Regions from separate parts of the Triticum aestivum genome. Here region 1 is linked to region 2. A link is a contact called in public Hi-C data. All regions are on one chromosome and are shown on one strand. Each heading gives the region's core, a stretch centred on a gene start, on an enhancer-like site or on the middle of the called end of the contact. The rest is flanking DNA. Distances are from core to core; before and after follow the strand shown.

Region 1 (6,591 bases), core at 1,359-3,858, 160 kb before region 2:
CACAAGGTGTTCCTCCGGTATTCGGGAGTTGCATAATCTCATAGTCAGAGGAACATGTATAAGTCATGAAGAAAGCAATAGCAATAAAACTCAACGATCATAATGCTAAGCTAACGGATGGGTCTTGTCCATCACATCATTCTCTAATGATGTGATCCCATTCATCAAATGACAACACATGTTTATGGCTAGGAAACTTAACCATCTTTGATTAACGAGCTAGTCTAGTAGAGGCATACTAGGGACACTCTGTTTGTCTATGTATTCACACATGTACTAAGTTTCCGGTTAATACAATTCTAGCATGAATAATAAACATTTATCATGATATAAGGAAATATATAATAACTTTATTATTGCCTCTAGGGCATATTTCCTTCAGTTCGGGCTCTCTTAATTAATGAGGTAAAACCCTACGTCCTGCTTCTTATATATTGATTGTGATGGGGTAGAAAGTACATATTAATCTACCTTGAGATCGCACGAGTTTGTCTAAGCTCTAAACCTTGCAAATGTGAATGCGCTTGCCTCTATGGACTAAACCCCACGGCTTATATAGACGCCGGGGGTACCTAGGGTTTACACATGATCGGCTACAATGTAGGGATAAACATGCCAACTATTCAAATAAGCTTGAAGTGGGCGCCAAGCATCTAGGAGATCTCTGTCTTGATTTTGCCAAGGGCAAGGGTTAGTATGGACACGTCAGCAATCCTCAATGGGTCCTCGGTCCGGGCCATCACTGGCAGGCCGACGTGGCATGCACCCCTAATTCAGGACTCCAATAGTAGCCTTCAAGCTGAGGATGTTGGATATCTTCTTCGAGATGACTTTATACGCTTGAGTCTTTGGCTTCATAGGCAAGTTCCATTCTCCATGCTAAGGTATTCTTGGCTTTTCTATTCGTTGACCATGCGTTCTCCATGGTAATGCGAGACACCTTCCAAAGAGATCCCCTTTCTTCATAGTTTACTGAACCCGAGCGATCGATCTCGCCCTCGCACTACGTATTGAGCCCAAGCGATCGATCCCTCGCGCTATGTACTAAACCCGATCGATCCCTTCGCTGCTAACTGAATCCGAGTGATTCCTTCACTGCTATTTGAACCCCCATCGATCCTTCTCGCTGCTTACTAAAGTCGATTGAGCCCCCGTACGAGACGTACGTAGCCGGCCAGTGTTCGGTTGTCTCTCGATGAACAATGCCCGTTGCTGCCGCGCGCGCGATACGTAAAATGAGTCGAGACTTGCATCGATCGAGCCCTTGCGCGAGACGTGGTGAGTCGACCTAGCCGGTTGGTTGGCTGTGGATGAAAAGTTCCCGCTGCTGCAGCCCGCTCGTATGCCCCACCCAAGTCGGTGGGGTTTGGATGAATAGGACCCCGTGGTAGTAGGCGGTTGCCGCTGGATGAACATGACCCCGAGGAGGCTGTGGCGCGATACGCTACACCCCAGCCGGTTGGGGTGGATTTACAGGACCCCGTGGAGGCTGGATAAACAGTGGCCGGTGGAGGGTGGAGGAAGTCGAAGGTGGATGAACAGTAGCTGGTGGAGGCTGGAGGAAGTCGAAGGTGGATGAACAGTAGCTGGTGGAGGCTGGAGGAAGTCGACGGTGGATGAACAATAGCCCATGGAGTTCCGCTTTGTGGTACGTCAGACCCCTCTCGATGAACAGGACCCCGTTTCGACCATAGGCGGTTGGTGAGAAGTCACTTTCCTTCATTTTGCGGTACACCACACCCCTCCTGATAAACATGACCCCTTTTTGACCCTAAGTGGTTGGAGAGAAGTTTGTTTGCTCTGTTTTGCTGTACCAGACCCCTCCCAATGAACAGGACCCCGTTTCGACTTTCCACCCAAGCCGGTTGGCTCCCGATGAACATGGAGCATTCCGACCCAGTCTGTTGCCTCCCGATGAACACAATGATATTTCTCCGTTCCGACCCAGTCGGTTGGATGCCGATGAATATGATGCCATTGTTGTACGCGTTCGAGACCACGCCCGTATGTACATACATGGCTGTCTTTTTTACAGCGTGGTTGTACGTACCTGTGCATGATTTAGACAGGACTGCGTGAACAACTACGTACGGGGCACCACCGCAACACGTGCCGCTCCTTACACGGCCACGGTTCATGAGACCGATCGATCAGTATGTACGTACAGTATTGCGACCAGACAAATAACCGTACGTACGCTTCGACCTGGTGGATCCCAACTGCGAGGAAGTAAATCCGTGCCTCTAGCGAAAAAAATAAAACACATTTTTTCATTTCCGAGAGGCACGCCCGTACCTTTCGTGAAAGCAAAACCGTGCCTTTTGCTAAAGAAAAAAAATGTTTTTTAGAAAAGAAATTAGAAAAATATATTTTTGTCCAAAAGATAAGAAAGACTAGTAGAAAACCAAAAAGCCGAAAAACCCATCTAAAAAGCCTAAAAGCATGCGAAAAAAAAATCCAAAGGAGCGCCCAGAGCGCAACATGTGACGGCAGCTGAGAATGCGCCAAATGATGCCAAATGATGCGCTCAGCCCATCCGGGTGATCGTTGCGGAGCTCCCAAAGGAGTACTCGGCAGTTAGTTGCTCCCCCGAAGCCATCGTGAATATGACCGGATGCGCTGTAGTCTAAACGGGCCGGCCCATTTTATCGCTACCTGAACCGGTCAATAGGCTCTACCTGGGCGCGTCTGCTGTGGTGATTCACGGATTTGCTAAACCAGAAACGATTTGAGGTTGGCTAAAAAAACGCTTTGAGGCCGTGAGTGCCTATTCCTCGACCTGTGCGGGGTGTAACGAGCAAAGGCGCACCCCATCCGCACACATTGGGCCAGCCCGTTGATGGCCCGCACGCCTGTGTTTCTTTATTGCTTTTGTGTTTCATTTTTTTCATTTTTGTTTTTAAAGAAACATTCGGGTTTTCAATTTTTTAAACTTTTAAAAGTGTACGCGCATTAGAATGTCCGCAAACTCGGGCTTTTATTTTTGAAAAACTAAATTTTTGTATTCAACTTTTTTACATGATTTGGGAAATGTTTGCGAATTTAAAATAATTATTGGTGTATTAAAAAAACATCTTCACAAATTCAATTTTTTATGAGTGCAAAAAACTGCTCATAAATTAAAAAAATATCCGTGAGTTCGTAAAATGTTCATGACTTTAAAAGTGTTTGTGATTTCGAAAATTTTCATGAAATTCAACATATGTTCTTGAGTTCACTTTTTTTGACTAATTATTTTTTTTCTAAAGTTTGAGAAATGTTCACAAATTTTTACAATAGGTCATGAAGTTCAAAATATATTGTTGAGTTCGGTAAAAGTTCACTAATTGTTTCTTTCACAAATTTCGTAAAAATATCAGCAAATTTGATTAACGTTCTGAAATTCAAGAATTGTTGATGATGTTTAAAATAGGTTCACGAATTTTCTGAAAAATGTTGAGAATTTGAGAAAAAATGTCCCGAAATTCAGAAAATGTTCACGGATTTCAATATTATTCCCGAATTTGAAAAAAATGTTGATAAATTTAAAAATCATTCGCGATTTTGGAAAACATCATGCATTCATACAAATCGTGATTTAGAAATTTTTTATGAATTTAAAAGTTGTTTTCGTATTTGAAAAATAAGAAAAACAGGAAAGTAAGCAAAATGACAAAAAAGGAAAAATCTAAGAAAATAGAATAAAAAGTAAACCGGCAGAAAAAATGCAGACACAACCTGGCGGCCCATTCACACGGGCGGGGTTACGCCTTTGGTCGCTATCCCACAACCCGTGCGGGTAATAGTATCTGCCCTTGAGGTGCTTGCATGCCACCACAAAGCTCTTTCGTTGGTGCCCCTAAAGAAAAAGCTCTTTCGTTGGTTATATAAAAAAAAAGCTCTTTTGTCGGTCAGCAATATACGAATTAGGAGGATGAGAATCGCCAACGATTGCTTGTTGGTTATCGCCAGCCTGAAGGAGGGAAACTGGGGAAGCCATGCTCAGGTCACTCATGAAATTCATGCTCGGACAAAGGATTCCACGAAGTTCAGTTTTGTCACGAGAAGAGAGAAAGCAAAAGGGAGGCCAGCCGGCCGATACGTCTGGCTTCTACGGCCGCCGGACGGAGCAGGGATTTATGTAAATCTAGTTGTGTAAGTCAGTTTCAAAGTATAAACAAAAGCTAAACAACCGAGCACATGATCAACGAAACCGTACGTGTGATGCCTTGGTCAGTGGAAGAATCTGACCGACCAGGCAAGGTTACTACCACATTACCAGAGATTCCACCAGTGCCCCTACGTTTACACAGCAAAAGTAGAATCGGTACCCCTTTCAAATGACTCGTTTCATCGATCCTTGCACGCCCGTGAAGTGTTCAAGATTGTCGGTGTTGGTTCAGTATAATAAAATCAGATTTGCACGCGCTCAAGATCGTGTGGTAGGTCAACCATGCACATCGCCTCACCTGCAGAGCGCCCTCCTGTTCGGTCGTGTGTCTTGGAAAAGGTCGTCAGCGACCATGACCCTGTGCGATGATTTCATATCGCTGGAGCCGCTGCTCGAGGAGTGAACATGTTTTTTTTTTAATTCGAAACGGAAGGAGTGAACATATCATTCACCGAGGAATAACATGAGTTTACTTTCAGGAAAAAAGAAGTAGGTAGCAGCCTGAACGCTTCTGTCCGTACACATGGGTCTTCGTGAGAAATCGAATGGAGTTCAGAACAGAAGCCTCTTAAGCCTTGCTTGATGGCCGTTTTGCAGGTCAATCTGGGCGTAAATTACGGACCTGAAAAGTACATTGTTTCTGAAAAATGTCCACTTGAATTGTCGTATTAGGTCAATTAGGGCATCTCCAACGCAACTCTCCTAAAGGACATAGTATATGTCTGTGGACTGGTCCGGACTCGTCCACGGATATTGACAATGAAGCTGACCATCCAATCATTCTTCACGATCATGTTGTGTGTGATCGCACAACATGTCATCATCTGCCGCAAGATATCCAGATCACATATTTTTGTAGGTCATCGAACAACTGCATTTATACAGAAAGCAGTTTGCATAGAAGGGCGCGTTTGGTAGGCTGCATTAGGTCAGGCCAGGCCCGGCGGGATGAAAATGGTAACAATACAATATATGTCTCGCTACCCTTACTGTTGCTGGGTGAGGACACCGCAAGATTGAACCCATCACAAAGCACCTCTCCATTGCAAGAAAAACCAATCTAGTTAGCCAAACCAATCGATAGATCAGAGAGAAATACAAAGCTATCTCAATCATGCATAAAAGAGTTCAGAAAAGACTCAAATAATATTCATAAATAATCTGATCATAAATCCACAATTCATCGGATCTCAACAAATGCACCGCAAAAAAAGATTACATCGAATAGATTTTCAAAAACATCGAGGAGAACATTGTTGAAGATCAAAGAGAGAGAAGAAGCCATCTAACTACTAGCTATGGACTCGTAGGTCTGTGGTAAACTACTCACGCTTCATCGGAAGGGCAGCGAGGTTGGTGTAGAGGCCCTCCGTGATCGAATCCCCTCCCGCGGAGTGCCGGAAAAGACCCCAAGATGGGATCTCACGAGAACAGAAGTTTGCGGCGGCGGAAAAATATTTTTGGTGTGCCATCTGAGATAGGGGGGATATTTGGGTATTTATAGAAGCGGAGTTAGGGTTAGCAGATCCACGGGGGGCCCACAAGCCCCCTGGCCACGCGCCCCCAGTGCTTGTGGCCCCCTCGTGGGTCTTCTGGCCTCCTCCCCAAGTCTCGTGGGTTTCTTCTGGTCCAAGAAAAATTATCGTAAAGTTTTATTCTGTTTGAACTCCGTTTGGTATTGATTTTTTTGTAAAAGTCAAAAACAAGAAAAAACAGCAACTGGCACTGGGCACTAGGTTAACAGGTTAGTCCAAAAAAATATATAAAATAGATAATATAATAGCATGGAACAATAAAAAATTATAGATACGTTCACTAGTACACGTCGGTGCTATACAAACGGTTTTTAACCCCTTTCCGCGACGGCATTTGAAACCGTCGCCTAGTGAGTGTGGGCGATAGGGGGGTCCTTCCCACACGACCCAGAAACCATCGGGGATATGTCTTCCTGGCACACACGCTCGGCAAAATAAGGTCGTGTGCGACCGGTGAGCGCTCAAATACGGAAATACGTACAGTAGAGCTAAAAAAATTACAATTATATAGACGAAATTGTTTCCGGTGGCAAGTACATCCCACACAGTCAGCCCCGCTAAATGTCCGTTTCGTATGTACATCCCATACAGTCGCTTCAAGGAAAACGTTTCCGTTCACAGGTACATCACACACAATTTTCCCCGCTAAATCGTTTGTGATAGCGTTGCCATTGCACACGATATTAACAATTTATCGTTTGCGTTATTGAATGCATCACACACGGTCCGTAGAAGAAACTGTGTGGCAAAGGCTGTCCATCACACACAGTTTTTTCTCCTTCTTCCCCTAGTTACTTTGATTACCTCTTGTAATCCTCCTTTGTACTTGTACTGTAACTCTTTTACTCAATAAAGTGATGATATGCTGTGGGGGTTTCCCCTACAGTTCCAGTCAAAAAAAGGCTG
Region 2 (6,573 bases), core at 127-2,626:
GTAATACATATACTAAGGGACGGACGCCGTTCCTCCGCTCCCTAGTTAGGGTTTGGATTTGTAAGTCGTGGTGCGCCGTTGGGGTGGTGGGAGCGGTGTCCGGACGAATAAATCTGCCTCAACTCCACTCCCACACCGGCGGTGTCCTTCATGGCGGCGTCTCGGAGTTGGTGGCATCGTGTGTTCGTCGATCCTTCAGATCGGCGGCGTTAGGGTTCATGGATGGTGTCGGCGAGGCAGCGGCGGTAACTCCATCAGGTGTGTCTCTCCTTCTGCTCTGTCCCCGTTGCTGCGGCGTTGTCTCCTACGCCATGGTGGAGCAGGGAGGTTTTGTCATCCAGGAGTACGCGCAGATGCTTGTCTACACAAGTGACAGCTGGAAGATAGTGCATCTTGTGCTGGGTTTGTGGTTGGAGGCTGACAGTTCTGGTTTTCTCCTCCGACGTTGTAGTCGTGCGGGGGTGTCAGTTCTGGAGTTCGACGGCGTGTCCGGGGACACGTTGCCCCGATCTGATTCTTTCAACGACAATGGTTTTGTTTTAGGCAACTACTTTGGAGGTCCGTAAAGCTGCTGATCAGCGATGGAGCCGCGTCGAGCTCGGGTGAAGAGGTGATGTGTCTCCTTTTCCTTAATGGAGAGGGCCAGGCGCTGTTTTTTTTTGCATAGGATTATCCTATCTTTTCAGTCTGTAATGTCGATATTTACGTGGCTTGTAACTGAATCTTTATGTTATTAATGAGACAAGTATTACTACGCAAAAAAAAGTAGTTGTAAAGGTGCTTCTCTAAGAGGTTTGAACAAATATGCTCCGCTGAGGCTGAGGCCCAACAAAAAATCGAGCTCACAGTGGGCCGTTTGTAATGCATGAGGAAGAAGATTTTTCTCGAATACGCACGAGTGTGCATATCAGTCATGAGGAAGAAGATTTTGACACCTATAAGAATTTGGATGTATCAGCTCCAAAAGAAAAGAATTTGGATGTCATTTTTTTCTATAAGTGTGTATTCGTAAGGACTTGTGATATTTAATATATGACTTTAGCCCTTTATCCGCAAAAAGAAAGAAAAATCTCATGGCTTAATTTTTTCCTCAACTCCTCAAAACCTCTAAAAAAATCTTTATTTGCAATTAGACGTTTTGCAAGTGTGTTTACGGTTAAATTGACATCTTCCCCACACAACTAGAGTAATCAAGGAGTATCATTAAGTGCAAGCTTTTCCATTGGACGGTGAAACCACTCCGGGGCCCAGAGCCACACGGTACAACCAAAAACATTTGCGTACCAAACACCGCTGCTGCCTTCACCGTGCTGGCTGGCCATTTTTGACACGGAAGTGCGTTACCGGCACCACCAGGTTCCCCGCATATAAAAAAAGCTCCCAGATCAAATTCCCCCCGAACCGCACACCACCATGGCAGTCTCCAAGCTCGCCGCCGTGTCTCTGCTGCTGGTTTCGGCCTCGCTCGCGGCCGTGCTGCTCCTCCGCCCCTCCGGCGCAGACGATGGCGGCGCCCCGTGGGGCGCGGGCAGCGGAATCCTCACTTCCCTGCCGTTCAGTCCCACGGACGTCCTGCCCCTCCTGCCGCGGCGCGTGGCGATGGCGGCCCTCCGGGCGCTCCGCGGCGCGTCGGACATCTTCCCGGTGTTCGTGGGCGCGGCGACGGCCGGGCCGGCGCAGGCGGGCACCGCGCCCGTGGGCTGGAAGGGGGCCTGCTTCTACGAGAACGAGGCCTGGCTGTCCTTCCACAACGACTCCGGCTCCAAGTACGGCGGCGGCACGGTCCACCTCAAGGTACGGCACGGTGCTTCCCGCAAAGTCCGCCGCAGAGGACGGTCGCCGCGAACTGCTGAGAGCTTACTTCGGGATAGGCGTTTCCTCATTTTTTTAACTTCCGGATAGGTATTCTGTTTTATTTTCTGATGAATCAAGATCGGGAGACGGGTTTTCACTTCTTTTATTATCTTCCCATGTGATTGCGGATAGAAATGAAAATGCATCGTGGCTGCGGGAGGGACACGCGCGCCACTTAACTGCATCCTCAACTGCCGTGTCCAACTCACCGAGTTTATGACGATGACACGTCGCAATTTAGTACTACCACTCCACTTTTTTACGCAAACAAGACAGTACTAGCAGTGTGTATATCCTTGGAATATGCCAGAAATATGTGCAAACCATTTTTGATCCGCCTCGTGAACTATTCTCGCTGGCTTGGTATCTACGAAACTCTAAACCAAATGGAAATGGAGCAGAACAGCATCGCAAGCCTCGAACCGTCGTTGTTGTTACCTCGAGCAAGGCGCACGCAACGCAACACGACGGTCAACTCGATGCGGAAGCAACAAGCGAGGAGCCGCTACCAACAAGCAAACCTTGCAAACCTCACAAAATTTCCTCCTCCCTTTGTTTCAAGCCTCAACCCCGCATCTGAATTCCTTGGCGCGGCGGCGGCCGAACCCTAGCCCCCCGCCATGGGAGCCTCGAGGCTCAAGCTCCTCCTCCTCCCTCTCCTCGTCGCCGCCCTCCTGTTCGCCGCCTCGCGCGGCCCGCTCCCGCAGCTCCTGCTGCTCCGCGCCCCGGTGCTCCCCGGCGACCTCCTCCCGCTCTTGCCGTGGCCGGTGGCCCAGCCGCTGCTCCGCCGCCTCGCGCTGCGGAGCCCCGCCGACCTCCTGCCGGCCTTCGTCGGCGCCGCGCGCGTGCCCGGGGGCGACGGCGCGCGCGCCGCGGAATGGAAGGGGGCCTGCTTCTACGAGAACCGGGCGTGGATGGAGTTCCGCGACGCCAACGGGACCGACGGGGGCCTCGGGGGCGGCACGGTCCATCTCGAGGTGAACGCCGGTGCGAGACCCACCTCGCGTTGCTTATTATTATACTCGCTTTTGGGTACGGTCGGGTGGATGGTAGAACCACTTTCTCTCCTAGTGAGGTAATGGGGAACTCGTCAGGGTGTAATTTGTTATCCATAACTTCTGGAACGATCTTACACGATTTTGGTATTTCCAGTATCGCCATATCGAACACAGGGATTCCTAGTTTTGAGCAGTGGCCTGTAGGTTTGGTAAATGGGTTGATTTCATTATTGCCCAATTGTGGCAGTTGTTGCTTTTTTTAGTATACTTCTTAGTTGTGTCCCCTTGCGTGATCAAAACTTGGTTCCTGTTAGTTTATAATTGTGGGGAACATAACTAGTCCTTATCCGGATTGGGCTAAAAAAATAATTATAATCACGGCAAAGTACATGCACTGGTCTATCATGTTTTATGGCTGTTAGCATCCTGTCATCATTTAGATTGGAAGCTATAATTGCACTATAGGGAATTGCAATTCTCAGGAATGAGAACTCGAAGCAGTCATCAATGGGTTAGATTTTTAATCAGTAAGGTCCACATACATGCTTAAGGTTGATATTTGTTTTTCAAATAGATTCTTAATTTACATGCTGACAGCAACTGGGGTCCACTAGAAGAGCGGTTCAAACTTTTTATCCTGATTAACTGGCTCTCCCTTAACGACTTGTTCCAAAGGCTGATCCTAATGACACAGAGAGCAAACTATTTTCTAATCCTAACAACACCGAGAGCAAACTATTTTGCTACTTACTATTGAAAGGCAGTATGATATGTTCCAACCTATTGCTTGATTGTTAAATCCTATCCGTAGTACAATGCATACAAGAGCAAGGTATCATGTGTTCTCATCAATTTTATGCCGTAAGGATGGATGGGGGAAATCCGACTTGCATCTTGAGACTTATATTGGGTATTCATGCAATCCATGTTTGTTCTAACTTTCAGTAGCCAGAATTATCTTCCATGTGATGTTTGTTGTCTTGTTTTTATTAGATTAAAGGCAGTATTCATTTGTTTTTAAAGTTCGTGGTTTGCACAATTAAAGCCTATTGCTCAACTTTTTTTTTATGATTTTAGATTAGAAAGCTAAATACTACCCTGACTACAAGTTAAAATAGTATTTCTCTTTTCCCTCCTTTATACAAACATCTTCCCTGTCTTACTACCCATTTTGAAACTAACCTTTCCTTTCTGTAGACAACGAAAGCACATAGCTGGACTTGCATGGATCTTTATGTGTTTGCAACTCCGTACCGTGTTACATGGGATTACTACTTTCTAGGCCGTGAGCATACCCTTGAAATCAAAGAATGGGAAAGCAAGGCCGAATATGACTATGTAAGTACTATGTAGTAACTGATGCTTGTTCTGTTTACAACTGACATTTAACATTGTTGATACAATTGCGCTGTTTTGTTATCTTAAAATAGGTGAAACATAATGGAGTGTCCATCTTCCTCATGCCGTCAGGAACAATCGGGACACTCAGAGCACTCTGGGATGTTTTCCCTCTTTTCACTAATACCGGATGGGGTGAGAATGCAAACCTTGCATTTCTCAAAAAGCATATGGGTGCGACCTTTGAGGAACGGCCAAAACCGTGGGTTTCAGAATTAAATCCTGATGACATCCAATCTGGAGATTTTTTGGTTTTGTCGAAAATCCGTGGACGCTGGGGTGGTTTTGAAACCCTTGAGAAGTGGGTTACCGGAGCTTATGCAGGCCATACTGCAGTTTGCCTGAGGGACTCCGAAGGAAAGCTGTGGGTTGGAGAATCTGGTCATGAAAATGAGGAGGTACCTGTACAAGATCATTACTGTATCAGAACTGAAAAAATAGTAAAGATCCAACATTTTAAGTATTACCCTATGTGATAGGCATGATAAAATGACACTTGTAGATACTAGCTGTTTGTTATTTCGATTAACTAGTTACAGCAGTCTTACTGTAAGATCCCATAGTTTGATCTAAATGAGTTAACTCCTTTCCTTTTTGCCTAGAAGGATGAGAAGTATAGAACTGCTATATGCTTGCAAATTATAGTTATTTATTGAATAATTTGACAATATAGATAGTGAATTTGCACTGCATGGTATATCTGTGTCAGTTATTTCAGCCATATTAAGAGGGGCAAACTTTAAAAGCATTCTGTAGAATGTGCATATTTCACCAGAAAATAATGTTCTCGTTGCTGTTACTGGCTATAGGTATAGTTATATCTGCAAACTGTCTTCAATCTTTGTTTTTTACCTGTAATGTGAAGTTTGTACGGAAGACAAATAAGGGAAATGTTACTACCAAGTGCTAATCATATTTAGATGTTGTTCTGCTTGAATTACAAATTATTACTGTGGGGGCCAAATTATTTGCAGGGTATTTCTTGACACATGCGTTATATCAGTTTCAGTCTTGCAAATTAAGCTAACAAACAGAGTTGTGCAGGGAGAAGATATTATTGCTGTCTTGCCATGGGAAGAATGGTGGGAGTTTGAAACGACAAAGGATGATTCAAATCCTCAGATTGCATTGCTTCCATTACGTCAAGATTTACGAGCAAAATTTAATGAGACAGCAGCTTGGATTTATGCGGAAAAAATGAATGGGAAGCCTTATGGGTATCATAATATGATTTTCAGTTGGATCGATACTATAAGTAACAACTATCCACCACCATTGGATGCTCACGTGGTATGATTTATGTATACGTTTTCCAAGAGCATTTTGCTAATGTTTATTTTATTAGTTCATATGTGTATCATCGGCTTATGTTTTCAGAGGTTCATAGCTTAAATGGTGCATACGATTTATGACACAGATTAAAACATAAATATTTAACCTTATAGCACAATTCTTAGACAAAATGTTTTCATATTTATAAATTGTACTATCAGATATTATCGCAGTTTAAGCATTACCGATGAGAGTGGACTATGCACTTTCACAGGATTTATTTCCTAATGTAGTAACCTAAATCTAATGATTGACTTAGGTTGCATCTGTTATGACTGTGTGGAACAAGCTTCAACCAGACTACGCGGCTAGCATGTGGACAGAAGCCCTTAACAAGCGGCTGGGAACTAAGGTTTGTTTTAATTTGTCATTGACTTCCAATAGCTGTGCTCTGTTTTTGTTACAGTTCGTTCCTGGTTTGGTTACTTGATGCCTGTTCTTCAGCACCCGATGATTTTTTTAATTGTCTAGGCAGTACCTGGCCCTAGTTTCGGTAGTTCAGTTCATCTAGCCGATTCATTAGTTTGTGGCAATAAGCTCTTGTGTGAGCACAATCCTGCTGGAATATGGACAATGTAAATGTTGTAACCTTTGATACCGTGGCATTTACTCCGGACCTATAAACCTGAATACTGTCATCTATTTGGGGCATCTCCAGTACTGATGATGTCATCATCGATATAATTTGCCATGTTGGATATGTGATGATGTGACAGAGAATAAAAGAGCAGAGAGAGTAACTTGCATATACCATGAACCAACAACCCATGCACAAAGTCTGAGGTGAAACTAGAGAGCAAATTTGGTTTATTCTCCCACAGCCTACTGGAAAACTTAATATACACTCTATCGGAGTACTTTTTTTTTATAACAGGCTTGGCAGCCCTGTGTTATATAAAAAGTAAAGTATCAAAATTGAATGACGTACAAATTTCTGGAATGCTCTTAAATGCAGGTTGGGCTCTGAAATGGAACCCTGTTGAAAATTGAA

The links. Hi-C and Micro-C count contacts between places; a contact is called where the count stands out from the background.
Region 1: a Hi-C map of leaf shows a contact between it and region 2, with 2.7 times the contacts expected there. The contact joins the enhancer-like site here to the promoter of LOC123079422 in region 2. A contact is called at or near these places in 2 of 5 Hi-C or Micro-C datasets (both in leaf).

Annotation. Positions count from the first base shown.
Region 1 is chr3D:434,535,203-434,541,793 of IWGSC CS RefSeq v2.1, reverse strand. No RefSeq gene overlaps it. Among protein-coding and RNA genes, the nearest start is that of LOC123079423, 13 kb to the left of the region's middle. Within about 2 kb of position 2,608, at least 5 of the 8 cell types and tissues checked have an H3K27ac peak or open chromatin away from gene starts, as enhancers often do. A contact at or near this core is called in leaf, where this site is marked.
Region 2 is chr3D:434,376,977-434,383,549 of IWGSC CS RefSeq v2.1, reverse strand. LOC123079422 reads left to right here and starts at 1,376. Exons shown (of 7, transcript XM_044502192.1): 1 at 1,376-1,794; 2 at 4,050-4,190; 3 at 4,283-4,648; 4 at 5,295-5,540; 5 at 5,842-5,934. The coding sequence starts at 1,414.